Regions from separate parts of the Sus scrofa genome. Here all the other regions are linked to region 3. A link is a contact called in public HiChIP or PLAC-seq data. All regions are on one chromosome and are shown on one strand. Each heading gives the region's core, a stretch centred on a gene start, on an enhancer-like site or on the middle of the called end of the contact. The rest is flanking DNA. Distances are from core to core; before and after follow the strand shown. Region 1 has its middle 65 kb from the start of LRRC74A. Region 2 has its middle 59 kb from the start of IRF2BPL. Region 3 has its middle 21 kb from the start of CIPC.

Region 1 (4,120 bases), core at 974-3,473, 160 kb before region 3:
CACGCAGGCGCAGGCCCTCAGTGTGCGCGGTGTTGCCAGAGCAATTTCCAGAATCAGATCACCCAGTGGGTCCCCCTGGGGTCTGTTAAGGCAGGCTCAGGGCCTGGCACTCGGATTCTGACTCACCCTTGAGGGTGGCAGAATCTGCTTTGCCCCCACACATCCCCAGGCGCTGGAGCTGAGAGCTTACCCCAGGCCCATTCCCTCTGAGACCTTTCTGGAAGCCTCATCCAATTCTAGTTTCTAAGTGCCACAACAGCACCCCCCCCCAGCCAGGCCCCCCAAAGTCTTCTGGCAATGGGCGGGGCAATGAATCCTTCCCAGACTCACTTCTTGTCTCCAGTGGTCCCCAGGGCCGGGGGGAAATGATGGGTTTCAGCCCCATGCAGGAATGGACTGAAAAAGGAGCTTGGGCCCCCCATCCACCTCCCCCCTGGCTAAGAGGCCCTGTGGGATGCTGGAACCCATGAAGGGACGCTGAAGTCTCCTTGTAATGGCGTCCAAGACCCACCAGGTGTCGCTCTGTAGCCGGCGGGATGAAAGGTGATGGTCGGAGGCGTTTCTCCAGCACCCACCCTAGAGACTGGGAAAGCAAAGGCAGGAGGCCTAGGTGGAGCAGAGCGGTGGCCTTGTTCCCCGATCTCAAGGCCAGCAGAAGCACCCCCACGAAGGCATCTTTCTTGGTCCATGAGCTCGGGGACAGCAGATGTCATCCAAGGCCTGAAATGAGATAAGGGGGAGGTAGGAAAGCAATAGAGGACCACTCAGCCAGGTCACGCCTCCCTGTCCCAGCAAGCCACCGGGCGGGCGGCGACTGGAAATGGCCTCCATCCTCGTCGCGCCCCTCTCCAGCCTGCCTGGGGCCACCCTGGCCCCAACCACAAAAGAGTCCTGTGGGCCGTGCAGACTGTGCACCTCTTCAGCTTGTGAGAGCAGAGGCCTCCAGCCTCACCCCCAAGCAAAGCCGGTTCAAAGCCAGGCGGGGCTGGAAGGCAGGGCTGGGAGGCTCAGATTGGCCACTTCCAGCCTAACCAGAGTTCCGACGGCTTGTCACCCAGAAACCAGCAGGTCCCAACGCTGGCTTCCTTCCTAATCCTGTTCGGACCACGGAGAGAGGCTGGCTGGAGGAAGCACGTGTTCTTGGCCTCACCTGTTCCAGTCTCTAAACCCTGAGGCTCCACCCACTGGAGGCCCTGGGTATTGCAGTGGAAGGAATCGGAGCATTTTAATTTCCTCTGGCCCCACCCACCTGAGGACTCACTTCGCACTCCCTGAGGTTGAGATAAACAGTTCGGGGCACTTCTGATTCCCCAGGTGGGCCTCAGAGGAGGAGATGAGAAAATGAGGGATGGAGGCGCCCTGCAGGCCTGGAGCTCAGCCCTTCCAGCTCCAAGTCCCCTCTCTGACAGCCACGCAGAGGCCTCCACCTAGCTCTTCCCTGGAAAGAAAAATCAAAGGGGTTGGGGGCTGGGCAAGGAGGCAGCAGTTCAGTGAGTGACTCAAAAGCCCCCTGTGTGGGTTGGGGAAGGAAGGCAGGGGCCCTAGAACAGCAGGGGATATAGGGTGTGCCTTTTGCAGGTTTTGGGAGGCAGGCGTGGGATGGCTGAGTGAGGCGTCAGCTTAGACGGCAGTTGAGAGGTTTGGTCTGGGTGATGGCTGCTGAAGGTATCACGGGGATGCTGGAGGCATCTAACCGAAAAATCCTGTTAGTATCAGTCACCCGCTGTCCTTCCTTCCTTTATACCTCAAAGCAGATACAAACTGATCACCCCCTGGAGGCTACACTGTGTCCGAAACATAGGGGAGACACTAGAAAGCCTGCTGTTCCCAGAGGCATTACCGTCTAGGTCTAGGCAGGATGACAAGACTTAAGAAACAAGAACACTTGTGTGCATTGCAGGCAACACTGGCTGAGAAAGCGGGTGATAACTGTACAACCATCAAATGTTTGCTCATAGCTGCTCCCTGGTCTTTCCTAGCATAAAAAAATACAACCACCACACAAGACTCCCAGAAGCCCTGCCTGATCTCCACAGTGTCTATGACTCTGTTCAGGATTTTGTCCCTCACGTGTGTGTGTGCATGTGTGCGTATGTGTGTGTGTGTGTTTGCGTGTGTGAGACCAGGCTCAGACGTCAGTAGCATCTGCAGCTCTATGCTTAGGAGCCCTGGAAGGAGTTTTTCAGAACTGTTGCGTGTCAGAGCAGCAGAGGAACCCAGGGGGCCTTGAGGCCTCTCACTAGACGGAAGGGGAGGAGGAAAGTCCGAGGGGCTGAGTCATACGCATGGGGTCACTCAGCAGTGAAATTGGCCTTGAGGCTTATTTCCTGTGAGGCGATGTGTCCTCATCAGAGGTCAGAGGCAGAAGCGGTGTTGGAAGGGGTCTGTGGGATGCTTGTTTCTCTTCTGCCTATGGCAACAGTGGAGATGGTGGGGGCACGCGGTGTCACTGTGCCAACTTGGGGACCACAGTCAGGCGGAGACAAGGAAGGGAAGTGGTTAAGGGCTGGGCTCTGGAGACCAACTTCAGTGGCTGGACTCCTGGCCTTACTACTTACTAGAGACTTCTCAACATCCTTGCACCTTGGTTTCCTCATCCGGAAAATAGGGACAAGGACACTGCCTACCTCACTGGGCTGTTGTGAAAATCAGATGGAGAAATGCCACAGATGTAGAAAGCTGCCTGGCATGCAGGAAGAGCTGAATCGAGCTGCGTTGTTGCAATTATTCTCTGCTGGCCAGCAGGATTCCAGCAAGCCCGCCTCGCCAGAGGCTGCGGCTTGGGGCTCAGAGCTCAAACCTCTGGGCTTCCCAGCTCACAAGCTTCCTTTTTACTGATTTACCTTATAATTCCCAAACCTGAGCCGCAGACAACACACATAGAAGCTCTAGCCACCTCCTGGTGAAAGTAAGGAGAGCAGGCAGGTGGCTGGGTGCCAGCTTTGTCCCTTGGCTGGAGTCGGGGGGCAGGGGCGGGCCAGGAGCATTAGGCGACAGACCGATGCACCCCGAGTGGGGAGGCTGGTGTCCTCAGAACCCGAGGCCGTGTATTCTCCTGTCCTGGGCTTGTTGACTCTGTCGGACTCATGCAGCGCTGTACAAAATGCACGTTCAGTAGAGGGTTTCTGCAGTCTGGAGCTTACACTAGCTGTTGACATGCGCACAGAAAGTGGTCTCTTTGTTCAGCTCATTTTAATTTTTGTCATTTGCTCTACTCTCTTAATTTCCACCCCTGCCCTGCATCGTTGCATGTCAAAACCATCAGGAACCGTGGAGCCGGCCTTGTCTGCATTTTAGGTCTAAGGACCCTGAGCCCAGACGAATATTTTTCTTGTGGCTGGTGGGCGCCTCGCCGAGCCTGCTAATCCGGGCTGGCCACCGCTCATCCCTCGAGGCAGGGTACCCGGCCTTCCTTAGCAACCGCCGCTGAATCATGGCAGAGAGCTCTTGCTCGTGGGATCTGGCCCCCTGGGTGGGTCCCTGTAAAGAAGCCATACTTGAGAGCCTGGCAGGGCTGGCGAGAGGAAGCACGTGGGCTCTGTGCTGGCACAGGGCCGTCTGCCCCTCCGCCCCCGCGAGAACCCGTGACAAACAACCTTGCCTGGTGCCCAAGCGCCTGCCAAGCCCTGTAGCAGTAAAACCCTGGCAGCCTCAGCAAGGAGTCCAATTTCAGCCCAGCGGGTGGGGAAACCAAGGCAGCAAGAGCCCAGTGTGACCAAGCTCACGCACAGGGCTGACAACCAGAGGCCAGGCGTCCAGGGCTGCACGCTGAGCCCTGAGCCCTTGGGCCACCCTAGCCAAGGCTCTGGGCCTGGCACAGAGCGGGAACAAATGTTTCCCAGATTCCTGTCGGCAGCGGAGCCCAGAGAAAGGCCCAGAGCTTTCCATCCATGAGTCCTCACTGTGGTCCCCTCTCTCCAAGGGAAATAGAACCTCTGAGCCCCCACCCCCACCCCAGGAGCCCCCTGGGGCATCAGGTCCAGGCCCGGAATCCAGCTTAGAGCATTCCAGCTCCCAGCTGAGTGCCTGGAACAGCAGACATCAAAAACCTGGCAGGCGGAGGAAGAAGGGAAGATTAGATCATTCCAGCAGAATGAAGGCAGCGGAGAAACGGAGGGGG
Region 2 (4,012 bases), core at 782-3,281, 140 kb before region 3:
GTCAATAAACACAAGGCAGGCCTGGATATGCATGAACTCTCCTTTAGCCCCTCCAATTAAAAAATTTTTTTTTGTCTTCTTAGGGCGGTATCCACGGCATATGGAAGTTCCCAGGCTGGCTAGGGGTCGAATCCGAGCTACAGGTGCTGGCCTAAGCAACATGGGATCCCAGCTGCAGCTCATGGCAACCCCGGATCCTTAACCCACTGAGCAAGGCCAGGGATCAAATTTGCATCCTCATAGATATTAGTTGTGTTCATTACTGATGAGCTACCATGGGAATTCCAACCCACTCCAAATTTATCACCAAATATCAAGAAGCTATGAGTAGGAAGACAAGAGGAGGTGGGAGGGAGCCAATGAAGTGTACCCCTGGCCAGCTGGGCCCCCATAAAAATGACACAGGTACTGTGTCCCTGGGAAGCTCTGTGTCCACTGAGCCCCTTAGAACCTCCAGACAGTCTCAGCCTTGTGGGGCTTGTGTGTAAAGGAAAGTGCCAGAGATGCCTTCTATGGAGCATGTGGCCAGTGTGGCCAGGTCCTCTGCATTCAATATCTACTCACCTCATCTGCTTACTTAAAGGAGGGCCTGCAAATCAACACCCTCCCCAGTAGCCATGGCTCAGCAAACAAGGGCTCGTAAAAGAAGCTCTGTAGGGAGTACAAACCAACAGAACTGCAATAAACCTGCATACCTGATTTGGACACTAAGATGGTCAAAACAAAACAAAACAAGGGCGCATCTAGGTTACAAACGCACGTCTGTGTGTGAGGACCAGTACCACTTTGTCTGGGCACCTGCTCTCTTGGGCCATGGGCATCTGAGGACAGTGTATGTTTGGGTGGAACACCCCCGCCCCCCACTTCTTGTTTCCAGTACTATTTTTTTTTTTTGTCTTTTTGCCTTTTCTAGGCCACACCTTAGGCATATGGAGGTTCCCAGGCTGGGGGGTCTAATCGGAGCTGAAGCTGCCAGCCTACACCACAGCCACAGCAATGCCAGATCCAAGCCGTGTCTACGACCTACACCACAGTCACGGCAATGCCGGATCCTCAACCCACTGAGCGAGGCCAGGGATCGAACCTGCAACCTCATGGTTTCTAGTTGGATTCCTTAACCACTGCGCCACAACAGGAACTCCCAGTACTTTCTTATCGCTTCCCTTTTCATCAAATGTAAGCAAGCCCACTGTGCCCTAGTCCTTGGTGGGCTCTGGGAGGTGGGGGAGAATCTAGACAAGAATGGCACGAAGGGAGTTCCTCGATGGCTCAGTGTCACTGCTGTGGCATGGGTTCAATCCTTGGCCCCGGGAACTTACGAATGCTGTGGGTGTGGCCAAACAAAAAAAGGCATGAAAGACAGAAGAGAACCTCTTTGGGAGGTTCCTGTCCCTATTTTCCGTCCTGGGAGCACAGCCCTACCCACCTGCTGTCTAGACTCCTGCCCTTCATCATCCTTTCCACCCAAGCCCCAGAGAGTCGCTTCGACTTCTTAAAGAGCTCTGAGCTCCTCCCCACCTCCTGCTGGTGCCCTAGGTCAGGCCATTGTTCCTCTGCCAGATTGCTGCATGGCACCCCCCCTTAACCTCTCATCCATCTAACCCTCACCATCCCCCTCACCTCCGCCCGCTCCTCCACCCTCCTCGAGGCCCTCCGCAGGCGCAGCCGTCTTTCACTAGCACATCTGGCCTCACCGTTCCTCACCGAAGGGCCTCCCAGAGCCTGGCGTGTCCCCATCCCCGTCCCCTGTCCCCCGCTGGACTAGTGCCACGGCAGCCCCTCCCTCCACGCTGGACGGGCTGAAGCTCGATCTTCCAGAGGTTCGCGCGGCACCTCGCTGGACCCGCAGTCTCCCCCAGGGAGCGCAGCACGGTGCCTAGAACATGGTGGCACTGGCTGGTGACGCGCTGGGCCATGGCGACCGGTCAGATCTTTCCCCCTCAGCGAGCTGGGTAACCATGTGGAGGCAGACGCGGCCCCGCGGAAGGAGCCAGCCCGCCAGGCCCAGGCGGCAGCGGATGTCGCCATGGAAACCGCGCAGCGCCTCGCGGGGCCTGGCCTTTTCGCGGGGCCTTTTTGGCAGGCTTCCTCAGCCACCCTGAAACCCATTCACCCCGGCGAGCCAGGGCCTCGCCCCTGCCCCCGCCCGGCGGTCGGTCCGCGCCGCGGCCCGCTCTTCCTCCCCCACCCCTTCCTCCCCCTCCTCTTCCTCCCAGTCACCCTCCCTTCGGCAGCCTTTGCCAAAGCGCTGGGGGCGGGGAGGGGGGAGAGCTGGGCCAACGAAGGACTCCGATTTTCAATTCTAAGCAGATTTCCCCTCCACAGGCAGCGAGCCCTTTCATGCATTTTCCCCCCTATTATCATAAACGCAGGAACTTGCATTAGGATGAATGAGCAGAAATTCCTGTCTTTGTCAGAGGCTTGGCGGAACGCCAGGCATAGAATGACCTAAAACATTCAGAACTAAATGGAGCTGGAGACGGGGTGGAGATCCCTCGCCAGCGAGAAAAGAAATAGTGGGGGGTGGGGGGTGGCCCTTGTCTCTAATATAATAATAGTGTTCGCTCTGTGCCCAGACACTGGGCTAGGCCCTGTGCACAGATTCTTGTTGAATCTCCCCCAAGTTCCGAGGCCCTATTTCCCCCCCACCCCTTGTTTTTCTAGATGATGAAACAGAACAGGGGCCCCAGATCACACAGTAAGTGACTGATGGAATGGGATTTAAACACTTCAAACTCTGGAGCCTGAACCACAACTTCAAGGTCACCTGCCTGAGGGCTGATTCGTGGCTCTGCCGCCAGTTTGTGTCACCCGGACCCCCAACCCCCCACCTCCTCTCCACCCCTCCTCTCAGCCCTCAGCCTCCCTCTGACAGCTCTTCCTCATTTCCATTTGTCAGTGTAATTTTGCAAATCAGAGTGATTCATCTGCTGGCTGCCCCCAAATCAGATAGAGATGGGAGACCCTTGGGCAGAGGGAAGCGGGGGTGGGTGGGGACAAGAGGGCTCTTCCAGACCCAGTCAAGGCAAGTTTGTGCGGCCTGCAGGGCAGAGCCCTTGCTCTGCCGACATTCATGTCACATTTTTGTCTCTAACATACAAACTCTGACCCTGAGCAAGTGCTCAGTGCATGCTGATTGCGCGTGCGCTGAATGTCCTCTGTTGTCTGGCCCATATACAAGTCCACCCTTTCCCACCCACTCTGTGCCCCGGAGCCTGACCGCTAAGGACCATCAGGGAGCTCTCTTGCTCTCTGGCTTCTGCTTGGATTTAGCCAATGGACCCTGCAGCCAGAGGTTAGAAGCGGGTGGGGGTCTTTATTCCCCCTCAGTTCTCTGCTGGACCATGGGTTGGCAGTGGCTTTCCTTTACCAACGGCCTCAGCTCCTATCCCATTACCCCCTCCTACAGCTCACCTCCGATACACTCTCTTGGCGCCCCCACCACCACCCTGTCTTGAGCCCTGGGATGCTTTTCAGTTCTTACCTTGTCCACCACTTAGAAATTGTGCTCTTGTGGAGCTGCCCCCATCATGCTGTTCCACCCTGCAGTTGTCTGTTTCCTGCCATGACAGGGTCAAACATGAGCTCCTTCTCTCTATCATACCTTCTTGTAGGTGGCAGGAATACATCAGGGAACAAAGCAACCAAAAACCCTTTCCCTCATAGAGCTGGCATGGAGCAAGACAGACAAGAAGCAAACAAACAGAAAAGATACCATGTGGGGATGTGATAAGCGCTACAAATGAATGAACAAACAGATGACAAATCCATGAATGCTATCATTTAGACGTCACTAGACCTTAGACATGATCTAGTTTAAAACCTCTCACTTTACAAATGAAAGAAAGGCGATCCAGAGAGGGGGCTCAAGGTCACACAATAAATTTTTGGTAAAAGCCGGGCTGGATTCCAGCAGGTCCTTGACGCTGCCATGGCCATGGCCAGAGGAGTGCAGCTCAGCCCCTGGAAATGGGGGGATGCAAAAGCCTTGAAGTTCCTTCTTGTTCTTTCT
Region 3 (3,808 bases), core at 915-3,414:
TTTTAATCTGTCAGGTTTTAAACTTATTATATGTGACTCTGGGAGAAGCATTTTGCCAGTCTGCATTGCCTTTCTAATGATTACCTGGTTGAAGCTGACGTGGATTCACTGTTAAAGACTACTCTCAAATGAAGAATTATTGGCCCTAAAGGAGAGAATTGTGGAGTTAAATCTAATTATGTCCTTTCCTAGTCATCTGCAAATAGCACTTTCATGTGAAGTGAACGACATAACAGCTTTTATATTGGAGAGAGTATGTCAATTTGCTTTTATTTCATTCCAAATTTCTCTCCCCACTACCCTTTAAAATTTTCCTCCTGGCCCCCCACTCCCTTTACCTCCCCTGAATCTGAGTGGTGCCACAGCAGCTCTGCCCTGCACGCCATGCCAGGAAGCTTCCCTTTTGGCAGAGAGGATGTTTCTGCGTGTGTTGTAAGGAGCCCTTAGGCTGGTTTAACATCATTTTAACGGTAGAGAGTCATACACTCTGTGGCTGTGGTGGTGCTTTGTGAGGACCTGACTCTGGTCCCAGCAAGGTCTGGGTACCACCTTTCATCTCCCCCCCACCCCCACCCCGGAGGAGCGATTAGAGAGGAGCAGAGGTCTGCCTGGTGAGCACCATCTGGGTGACTGGGAGGAAGAGGCAGCAGGAAGCAGCTTTATCTCCATTTCCTGTATCATCGGGAAGGGGGGTAATCTTTGCTGTCCACTTGACATCCTGAGATTAAGGTGAAGTACTAAAAAATGCTGTTTCTAAAGGGTTTTATTTTTTATTTATTTATTTATTTTGTCTTCTTGCTATTTCTTGGGCCGCTCCCGCGGCATATGGAGATTCCCAGGCTAGGGGTCTAATTGGAGCTGTAGCCACTGGCCTACACCAGAGCCACAGCAACACAGGATCTGAGCCGCATCTGCAACCTACACCACAGCTCACGGCAACGCCAGATCGTTAACCCACTGAGCAAGGGCAGGGACCGAACCCGCAACCTTATGGTTCCTAGTCGGATTCGTTAACCACTGCGCCACGACGGGAACCCCTCTAAAGGGTTTTAAATTGCTCCACAGAGCAGGGCATCCTCCCTGCGCAACAAACCCGGCGGTGGGGTTCAGGTGACGGCATCCACCCCTGAAGGGTTGTCATTTGCTTGGGACAGTTAAGGCTACCTTCTACCAAAATCTGACAGCTGACAGGAGGAGAGCAGACTTCAACCCAGCCTTTGACTGGTCTGGAAGGAGGGACTCAGTGGGTCCATGGACTCCTGTGACCACTGTGACTTTTTTCCCTCTTAGAATTCTTCCTTCATTCCTATAACACGTGGCTTTCCTATCTCTTTCTGAAGGATGGTTATGCAAGACATTAGAGAATTGCTTGAAAGAACAGTCTGTGTGGTTCCTGCCTCAAATGACAGCATCTGGAGGAGATGAAAAGAAAGAGAAAAGCCTGTGGAGTAACACAGTGAGTGGGTAGAAGCTGTAAGGAAATGAAAGGGAAGGAAAACTGCAAGCAGGGTCCCGAGGCCAGCCCGCGTGAGGGCCCTGGTCAGGTCGAACGATGAGCGAAGCCTTCAGGATGGCTGGGGAGCATGAGAGTAAAAATAGCTGCCTTTCATTTTCCTAAAGCCTCACTTTATCTCAGGAATTGCAGTGGCCTTGGAGGACTGCTCAGGAATTCTGGTAAATGTCTCTAACAGCGGCGGGTCAGGGCTTCCGTTCTCCGGGGGCACCTCAAGCCTTTGGCCGATGGCTGGGCAGATGGTAGTGCTTGGCCTGGAGCCCATCCTCCGCCTGGGGCTGAGAGCACGGCCGAAAAACTCAGAGCTGCTACTAGTAGTTGACAGTAAGACCATAATAATACCCCTCCAGAGATCTGGGCTGGAATGACCCCTGATACAAATTCTTAAGGCCCCCCTCTAGAGTCAGGGGAAGAGAAGAAGCTTAAAGATACCCACAAGTAAAAACCTGCCCCCTTGGTAGGCCCTGCGTGCTATTTAACAGAGGCTGGAGAGCCTGGTTCCGGAGGTCAGGTGCCCCCCCCCCCCGCCCCGAGAATGATTAATTCTGACTCCCCTCTGTTTCTTCAGAAGGCTTCTGGGCTTCCCGCCTGTCACTGGGCTCCTCAGGAAATGCAAATGAGAGTTCACTTAAGCAAAACCCACAGAGGAAGGGCAGTGAACCAGCCAAACCAACAGTGCAGGATACCCGCGGCTGACAAGGTCGTCACAGGCTTGGTTCAGACAGTAGGCTTTCACTGGTGGTCCTGGCACGCCGAGCAGGCCCAGGATAACTGCAGGGTGGAAACCTTTTTTTTTTTTTTCTTTTAAAGCCTTCAAGCCAATGCTTGTCTAGTCAAGATGTATTTACAAGTTTGTGCTGCTTGCATTCTTGAAGCATTTTCTGAGGCTCAGTTATGCTACAAAGCCCCTAACTAGTCAGTCACCAGTGTTGCCAGTTGTGCTAGTCAGGTCAGGCTCAGTGACAGGACAGGCCTCCCTGCAGGGGATTGGGAAATGTGGCAGAGCATGTGCCTGCTGGTAAATGTCTCCGTCGCATTGGTTTTTTTTTTTTTTTTTTTTTTTTTAATCAAAGGGCAAAGTGCTTGGGGACCCACAGAGGTGATCAGGGACCTGACAGCACAGGTCAGCCCCACAGGAGGTCCCACTTTGGGGACCTTTAGAATTCTCAAAAGGGGGTGTTCCCATCATGGCTCAGTGGAAACGAATTTGACTAGCATCCAAGAGGACACAGGTTTGATCCCTGGCCCCGCTCAGTGGGTTAAGGATCGGGCATTGCCGTAGGCTGGGGTGTAGGTCACAGACATGGCTCGGATCCCGCATGGCTGTGGCTGTGGCTGTGGCTGTGGCGTAGGCCAGCGGCTACAGCTCTGATTCGACCCCTGGCCTGGGAACCTCTGTATGGGAACCTCACTCTTTTTAGGGTGTGGCCCTAAAACAGACCAAAAAAAAAAAATTCTCAAAAGTGATCCTCACTTCTCAGATTTTCACTCACCACACCCCCCCTAAATTTTATATATTCTTAAACCCTGATCATTTCCACTCTTGAAAGTGTTACTGTTTCCTGAAGCTTTTCTGACAGAGACATTGTCATTGTTACTTAAGAGTAACAAATACATAAAGTTATGAACACACTCATGTCCCAGGTGCTGACCTCGTTGGAGGGCATGAAATGGTGAATGAAACAGACATGGTCCTTGCTTCTGTTCTAATGGGAGGATAGCAACCACCATCCATTAGTCAATCACTTCTTTGATGGTTTGGGTCTCACCAGTTCTCGTACATCCAGAGTTGGGTGTGTCAGCCTGGGCGAGGTGATAGGGCAGACTCACCTCTACTTTTATTTCAGAATTAACATTTTGATAACCTTTGGTTTTAGGTCTTGCTCATCCTTTGATTAGGGCAAGAGTCCTTCGCATTAAACCGCTAGTTGAGAACAGAAGTGTTGATAGGGGCACAATATATAAATTAATTGATAATGGAGTTTCCATCATGGCTCGGTGGTTAACGAATCCGACTAGGACCCATGAGGTTTCAGGTTCGATCCCTAGCCTCACTTAGTGGGTTAAGGATCCTGCGTTGCCCTGAGCTGTGGTGTAGGTCGCACACTCCACTTGGATCCTGCCTTGCTGTGGCTGTGGTGTAGGCCGGCGGCTACAGCTCCGATTCGACCCCTAGCCTGGGAACCTCCATATGCCGCAGGTGCGACCCTTAAAAAAAAAAGACAAAAGATAAATTAGTTGATAAGTTCACTCCATCAGCCAGCACACAGAGAGTTCTAGGGAGCAGGCCATCCT

The links. HiChIP or PLAC-seq counts read pairs in DNA pulled down with a chosen protein or histone mark.
Region 1: a contact with region 3 is called in an H3K27ac HiChIP or PLAC-seq map of alveolar macrophages. The contact joins two enhancer-like sites. A contact is called at or near these places in 4 of 47 Hi-C or Micro-C datasets (embryonic fibroblasts, heart right ventricle, liver and 1 more) and 2 of 2 datasets of contacts at active chromatin or transcription factors (alveolar macrophages and skeletal muscle).
Region 2: an H3K27ac HiChIP or PLAC-seq map of alveolar macrophages shows a contact between it and region 3. The contact joins two enhancer-like sites. A contact is called at or near these places in 1 of 47 Hi-C or Micro-C datasets (embryonic fibroblasts) and 1 of 2 datasets of contacts at active chromatin or transcription factors (alveolar macrophages).

Annotation. Positions count from the first base shown.
Region 1 is chr7:100,037,593-100,041,712 of Sscrofa11.1, forward strand. No RefSeq gene overlaps it. Among named protein-coding and RNA genes, the nearest start is that of LRRC74A, 65 kb to the left of the region's middle. Within about 2 kb of position 2,224, at least 48 of the 83 cell types and tissues checked have an H3K27ac peak or open chromatin away from gene starts, as enhancers often do. A contact at or near this core is called in alveolar macrophages, liver and retroperitoneal adipose tissue, where this site is marked.
Region 2 is chr7:100,062,525-100,066,536 of Sscrofa11.1, forward strand. No RefSeq gene overlaps it. Among named protein-coding and RNA genes, the nearest start is that of IRF2BPL, 59 kb to the right of the region's middle. Within about 2 kb of position 2,032, at least 63 of the 83 cell types and tissues checked have an H3K27ac peak or open chromatin away from gene starts, as enhancers often do. A contact at or near this core is called in alveolar macrophages, where this site is marked.
Region 3 is chr7:100,199,812-100,203,619 of Sscrofa11.1, forward strand. No RefSeq gene overlaps it. Among named protein-coding and RNA genes, the nearest start is that of CIPC, 21 kb to the left of the region's middle. Within about 2 kb of position 2,165, at least 22 of the 83 cell types and tissues checked have an H3K27ac peak or open chromatin away from gene starts, as enhancers often do. A contact at or near this core is called in alveolar macrophages, liver and retroperitoneal adipose tissue, where this site is marked.